Regions from separate parts of the Canis lupus genome. Here region 1 is linked to region 2. The links are chromatin contacts, called in public Hi-C maps. All regions are on one chromosome and are shown on one strand. The core of a region is the stretch at or near the end of the contact, and the rest is flanking DNA. Distances in the headings are between cores, read along the strand shown. Region 1 holds the start of ARHGAP20 (rho GTPase-activating protein 20). Region 2 holds the start of C5H11orf53.

Region 1 (3,527 bases), core at 858-3,357, 440 kb before region 2:
TATGGGGGGGGGGGGGAAACCACATTAAAAGCAAAAGAAAAGATTTCTTCAATCTCGTCTTTGCTCCAAAGGAAGTAAAAAGCTACAGAATGACCAGGATTAGCAAAATCTATTTCCAAAAGAAAGACACACTGCTGGTAATGTGACAGCCCATTATGATGTATAAGGAAGGTTAGCATCTTAAGGACAATGGTTCAAGATGTGAGGCTATCTTTCATTTAATGGACAAGTACTACTTGATAAATGATCAAGCTACTCCAGTGTTCTTTGCCAGGATGTTTCATTTCCCTTAGTAAAGGAAGACAGCTGTCCGGGGATATAAATCTTTGATTATTCCCAATTCCTTAAGTTTACAAGAATTAAAAAAAAAAATGCTTTCAGATCTGTGTCAATTACTTTGAACATTCATTTACCTTCCTGAATGTGGCGCTAGCCTGGTAAATTCTCACACACACACACACACACACACACACACGCACACGCAGGCGCGCGCCACCCTGCATCTCATCTAAGAAGAAGAAAAGCAACAAGGACAAACCACAGCCTCCATACATCAAAGGCTGCCAGCACTTCAGCGCACGGTCACCAAGCTCGCAGGCACTCCCAGGTGGTCCCGCACACACTCGGGCGCTCTCAGCTCTGCTCCACCGACCTCCATCCACCAGGCTCCTGGTGCGCGCAGCCTCGCGGAAGACTGTGGGGTCCCGGCCACCCGAAGGCCGGCACAGCCGCTGGGGGAAACGCGGTGCCTCCGGACATCTCTTAAGGACGGTCATCCCTCTGAGCCCAAGTTGTTTCCAGAGACGCTGGAAGGGCACCCTCAGGGCACAGGGCAAAAAGGGGCCAATACCAGAAGGTGGGGGGGGGGGGGGCGGAGGAAGAGCAGACACGGCCCGAAACGCCCCAGTTCGGTCCGCGGGGAGCGGGGCAGCCGAGGCCGGCGGCTCGGGGCCACGTGCCCTTGCCCAGGGGCCCCTCTCCCCGGCGCCAGCTGCACGGGTGCCCGGGGTGCCCGGGGTGCCCGGGGTGCCCGGGAGCCGCACGCCACAAGTTGCCGCCCGTCCCCGCTCCCGGCGCCCACGGGGCACACGCGCGCCGCCCCACGCCCCGCCGCCTGGGGGGCCTGGGGGACCAGGGGGGCCAGGGGACCCCGCGGGGCGAAGGCCGCCGGGCCGGCCCCGAGCCCCCAGCCCCTCCGCCGCAGCCCACGGGCCCCGCCCCGCCCGCGTCCAGGCCCAACTAAGCCTCCGCGCCCCTGCGGTCTGGACCGTTAGCATCCCAGGCATACCTGCGCGTCCGAGCGCCGCCGCCGAGCCCGGGTCGCCGTGGGGGCGCCGCGCCGGGCGCAGGAAGCACCCCCTCCCCACCACGACCCCCCCCCCCCCGGCCGAGCGTCGGTGTCCAGGTGAGGGGCTGAGCGCCGCAGCCGCCCGCCTACCTTCCTGGCGCGGGGGGCCGCCGCCGCGGGCCCTGACCCCTCGGAGCTGACCTCGTCCGCAGGCGGTGAGCGCCCGGGGGACCCGGGGGCGCCCCCAGGGCACCCGGCGGGGCGGGGAGAGGCGAGGCCCCGGTGGCCGCCCGCGCGCCCCGACCGGAGGAGGAGCCCGGCCGCCGGTCCCGCGGCGGGTGGAAACGGGGAGGGAGGCTGCGGGGGCCGCTCCCGGAGCGGTTACGACTCTAGACGCCAAGGGCCCCGGGGTCTCGGGCTGACTCGGGGCACGGCGGCGCCGGAGGGCGGGGACGGCGGGAACGTCCCGGGACTCACGCAGCGGGCCGCGAGCCTCGAGCGTTAAGTCCCCGCGGCGGCGCGGAGGGAGCGCGGGGGGAGCGCGGGGGCGCGCGGGGGGAGCGCGGGGGGAGCGGGGCGGCGGCGGCGGCGGCGGGCGCGGGGCGCCGCTCCGTGTCCTCACCTTCTTGGTGCCGGGGCCTCCGGCGAGCCGAGACACGCCTGTCAGCGAAGAGGAGCGCCCCGGCTGCCCCCCTAGAGTCTCCTGCTGGGGGGACATCGCTTCCATGAAGAAGACTTTCCCGCAAACCCCAGCCAGGAGGAGGCTACGCGGTCATGGCCGCGGGGCCGCGGCCGGAGGGGCGAGGACGCGCGGGCCCGAGCGGCTGCCGCGCTAGGCAGGGCGCCGGGCTCCGGGCTCCGGGTGCGGGCGGCGCGCCTCCCGTCGGGGCCATGCACCGCCGCTGCGCTCGGCACCGCGGGCTGCAGGCGATTGCGGCGGCGACCGCCCGCCCGCGCCGCAGCCCGCCCCGCCTCGGGCCCGCCCCCTCCGCGCCAGGCGCCCCGCGCGGGGACCCGCCCCCGGCCGCCGTCCTCGGGCCGCGGCGCTCCCAGCGGCTGCCTCGCTCTGCGGCGCACGGGCCGGGCGCGTCCCTGCAGGCACGGGTCTGCGAGGGTCCGGGCGACCGACTGACCTTGCCAGCCCGCGGCGGCTCCCCGGCCCGTGTCACGAACCGGAGCCTCTGAGCGCGGACGCGCGCCCCTCCCGCCCCTCCCGCCGCTCCCGCCGCTCCCTGCCGCCTGCCCACGCGCGCCCGACCCCAGCTCGGCCCGCGCTGCGCCCGCGGGGAACGGCGACGCGGCAGCGCGTGCGGCGGCGCAGTCGAACCGAGGACTTGCGGTGATTTCGGCCTCCCTTCCACCGGGTTGCGGAGGGGTCCCCCCCACCCGAACCCGCACGCCCACCCCCGCCCCCGAGGCCTGGGGCGGGAGCTGCGCGTCGCAGGGTGCCGCGGCTGCGCACATTGGGAAGCCCCCAGCATCGCCTGACCTCTGGAGCAATCCCGAACGTTAGTTAGCCTGTTTGGGGAGCCCTCGTTGGCTTCTGCAGCGGGGCTCTGCAGCCCCAGCACAATTTGCACCAGCGGTTTCCGCTGTCTGCGGCTGCAAGGACCTGGGCATTCCAAACGTCAAAGCGCAATTAAGGAAAATGCAGGCAAGAGAGAGGACTCTGAAATTTGGCTTAGCCATTGAGAAGGCTACAATATGTGGAAGTGTTTATCAGATATCTGCGCCGAGAGCATAACTTCCTGACAGCCCAAATAGTGGCAAATTTTTTTAAGGCCAAAGAATAATCAGAGGGAGGGGTTTTGGAGCCAACCCCGGTCTAGTTGAGCGTTGCTGCACTTTGCAGGACCAGCTGACTGGTGCAGATGATTCGGTAGGTGGCATTCTTCCCTTGGAGTCAGGACTACATAAAGGGCGGATTAGAGATGAAGGACACCACTCCATGATACTATGTTGTATGTTGTAGAAGGGGGTTTGTTTGTTTTTGTTATTTAAAAAAAAAAAAAAGAACTGAGGTTCCTGTGGGATTGGGCAGTTATCAGGACAGGTTGTAGAAGAATAGGGCTCTGGCCGGCTCTGTTCCAAGCAGGAGATGCTATCCAAAACACACACACACACACACACACACACTACAGACATTTGCATACCCCCCCTCCAAACTCCAGCATTGTTTATCGTGGAAGTAACGGGGAGAAAATGTTCCAGCCCATATTAAGCCTTGTCCACATTACAT
Region 2 (3,740 bases), core at 479-2,978:
GATAGATTATATTTCCTAAGTACTACAGGTGATGCCGAGGCAGGGGGTGCAGGACCACTGGGATAGAGACTTTGTGGAGGGAAGAAATCATGGACACAATGAAAGGTATGACAGGCCCTAAGATCGAACACTGTGCTAAGAAAGATTGGACTCTATCAGCAATGTGTGTTATATCTGTGTTCTAAAATGGTTCCATTCTACCTAAAAAGTTTAAAATCTTCCAGTGCAATGTTGAGAAGAATCAACATGTTTGGGGAATTAATTGCAGAGATAGTAAAGTTCACTTAATAATGTTTATTTTATTTTAACATAGAGCTATTTGGTTAGCAGAGTAAGAAAGAATTGGGATGACCCCCGCTTGGAAAAGAATACAAATCACGGGGGCTATATGATCAGTATGGCTGTGGCTCTTCCTCTTCTCATTCACTTAAAGGAGAAAAGGAAACAGATGCTAGAAACTAGGAAATTAAGCCAAATTTTGTCTTTTTTATTTTCTTTTAGAAATGTGAAGGACATAAGAGGTGAATTCTCTCCATAATAGAAGCGCAAACACAATGTTTTCAAATTTGTTAGAACATTCTAGAAACTCATTTATACTGTAGATGTTCTTGCATAGGATCAGGTGTCAAACCATGTGGTCTCAGAACCCTTTTACTCTCTTGTAAATTATGGAGGACACCAAAGAGCTTTTTAAAATATGACTTCTATCCACGTATAAATATTTTATATTGAAAATCAAAACTAAGGATTAAGAAAATATATTTACTATTCATTTAAAATAACAACAATGAACCATTACATGTTGATGTAAATAACATTTTAATTAAAAATAACTATGCTTCCCAAATAAAGTTATTGAGAAGAGTGGCACTGTTTTACAATTTTGCAAATCTCTCCTGAATGTCTGTCTTCATAGAAAACAACTAGATGCTCCCATATCTGCCATGATCTCCCATTCATATATCATGTGACACGGCCCTAGAAAACTCTTCTGTACTTTCACGAGAGAATGAGAGAGTTAAAGGGAAAAAAAGTTAATAGTTAATGAAATTGGTTTAGACTTTGCAGACCTTCTAAGTCCGTGTCGGGGACCTCTGGGGACCTCCAGGAAACCTCCAGATTCCACTGATCTGAAATGAGGTGAAGGCCTCTGAGACAGAGCCAGGTTGAAGGACTACCAGATGATACCTACCTACTTCAAGCCCTGAAATTCCAAGTCTCAGACCAATCCAGACTAAACTAACTCTGTGCAGGACTAGGAAATGGAACCAAAATTAGGTTAAGCAGCAATCATGGGTCCTTGAAGATTAATAAGGAAAATGTCAGAAATTACCAAAAATTTGGTTGTTTGGGGTTTGTTTGGGGGTTTTTTGGCTTGTTTTGTTTTTGGTTTTGGTTCTAGAGGAGTTCATGACACCGAATATTCCTCAAAAAGACCACTCTCAAAAAAATTATTGTTTTATTTTTTTTATTATTTTTTAAAGGGAGGAGGGGTGGAGGGAGAGGAAAAAGGAGAATTTTTTAAATTTAATTACGTACAGCATATTATTAGTTTCAGAGGTATAATTTGATGATTCATCAGTTACATATAACACCCAGTGCTCATTCCATCACATAGTTACCCCATCCCGCCACCCACCTCCCCTCCAGTGACCCTGTTTGTTTCCTAGAGTTAAGAGTCTCTTATGGTTTGCTTCCCTCTCTGATTTCATCTTAGGAGAGGGAGAATCTGAAGTAGGCTCCCCGCCCAGCATGAAACCGGACATTGGGCTTGATCTCACGAGGAGATCATGACCTGAGCTGAAACCAAGAGTCCAACACTCAACTGACTGAGACACCCAGGTGCCCCAGTAAGTTTGTTTTAAAATATAGCTCTCTGGGCCCTATTTGAGAAGCTTCTGAATTAGAATTGGATGTGGCTGGGCATGGGTATTTTTATTAGGTCCACCACTAATTCTGAGGTACTGTCAGATTTAGGAGCTTCTGGTTTGGATCATATATTTATGTTCTATATGTAATAAGGCTGTCCAATTGTATTAAAATGTATTCATTTTGTATTAATTTTGATTTTTTTCTGCCTAGAATTCTATCTATATCTGAAAGATGCGTAGCTTTTAAAAATTATATACTCACAATCTACATATTACAGACATAAAACCTATATTTCCTACTGAGACAGAGAAGCTTTTTCATATGCACTATTTTTTAAAACCTGACTCTAAATGAAAGAAATAGAAAATGGCACTACTATTCACAAAACAAATAATGGATTCCTTGTTTCCATAATAAACTTTTAAGAGAGTCTGTTCCTAATGGAAACTCATTGTTACTAAATAAAAATCTTCTTGGGGAGGAAAATAGTACCTTATATACAATCTACATTGGGGATGCAAATTGTAGAGAAACAGACACCAGAGGATTTGCATTTAATCAAATCTAAAGCAAGTCATTTCAGAAGCATCACTACCATGTACAGGAGCCTTTCCCATCAGGATCAGGCTGACCTTGCCAGAGTCTGGGATCCCGTATCAAGGAGAACACGACATTCACCAGATAGCCTACATTGCCGGTCAGAAGGGAATTCACCAGAACCATCCAGAATGGAAAGTGGTGAGTCAATGTCAATTATTGCAATGCTTTATTTAAAGAAAACCTTAATGTGCTCGCTTCGGCAGCACACATACTAAAAAAAAAAAAAAAAAAAAAAAAAAAACCTTAATAATCCTAATGTTTATTTCTGACATCCCAAAGTCATAATGCAAAGCAACGGACAAGAAGAAATACCCTGAAACTCTGGCTAAAACATGTAAAACTATTTTTAAAAAACCACACAGACAAGAGACCAACAATTTAGAATGCTTGGTGACAGTTTCATAATTTCTAGTCACATTTAATTACTAGTTGTCAGGTTTACTTTTGCTGCCTAGAGGTTAGGCAGGTATTTATTTTGGAAGATCAACTCTACTGAACATTATTTTTATAAAATGGAGACAGGTATTCCAGCTTTCCTTTCCAGTATAGCAAAATGTTGTGTTAAATGAAATAATTTCTGGTAAGCTCTCAGTGGTAAGGAAAGTGTAGGAGGAGAATCCACATCTCTATAGAATTTGAAATATCTTTTACTCATGCATCCTGTTTCAGATTTTTAGTCTAAGGATGAAGGACTTCCCACATGCATATGATAAGGAAGAGCCTAAACTGCCATTTCATGATTTCAAACTGTCTATAGATCTTCCCAATTTGTTCACTCTGAGGATACAGATGTTAGTGTCAGCATAGAGTAAAACCCATCTGTTTGGGAACAAATTTGAGATGAAAAAATAGAATTTTAAGTGTTAATAAATAATGCCAGAGTATTTCAAAAATGCCTTGTAAAGTGCCTTGAAAGAAAAATTAATATTTTTTAAATGTCCCCACTCTTCAAAGTCTGATCTCAAAAAATAAGATGATAGAGTCATCACATAAGAGCCTCTACACACTGCAGCATGAAATTGGTAATTGACCAAAGTGCTGAGTTTTGGATCAGCTGTGAGACTTCGGGTGGGAGGAGGGTAGGCAGGGGGAAGGGGCTGTGGGTGCCTGCAGGGTGGGCGAACCAAACTCCTAATTTGGCCTCACTTAAAAACTTTCCATCTTTCTTTCCAGATTAAGCTTTCAAAAATAATATATATTATTTCTGCTTAGTAATTAATATTTGCGCATGCTATTATTGATTGCGGAATATGCCTTTCCTTGTATTG

The links. A called contact is a pair of places that touch in the nucleus more often than the background predicts.
Region 1: a contact with region 2 is called in a Hi-C map of skin fibroblasts, with 3 times the contacts expected there. The contact joins the promoter of ARHGAP20 here to the promoter of C5H11orf53 in region 2. A contact is called at or near these places in 2 of 9 Hi-C or Micro-C datasets (liver and skin fibroblasts).

What each region holds. Positions count from the first base shown.
Region 1 is chr5:22,261,476-22,265,002 of UU_Cfam_GSD_1.0, reverse strand. It overlaps ARHGAP20 (rho GTPase-activating protein 20), which reads right to left and starts at 2,107. Exons shown (of 15, transcript XM_038538797.1): 1 at 1,911-2,107. The coding sequence starts at 2,015.
Region 2 is chr5:21,819,799-21,823,538 of UU_Cfam_GSD_1.0, reverse strand. It overlaps C5H11orf53, which reads left to right and starts at 1,728. Exons shown (of 6, transcript XM_038535515.1): 1 at 1,728-1,850; 2 at 2,477-2,610. The coding sequence starts at 2,601.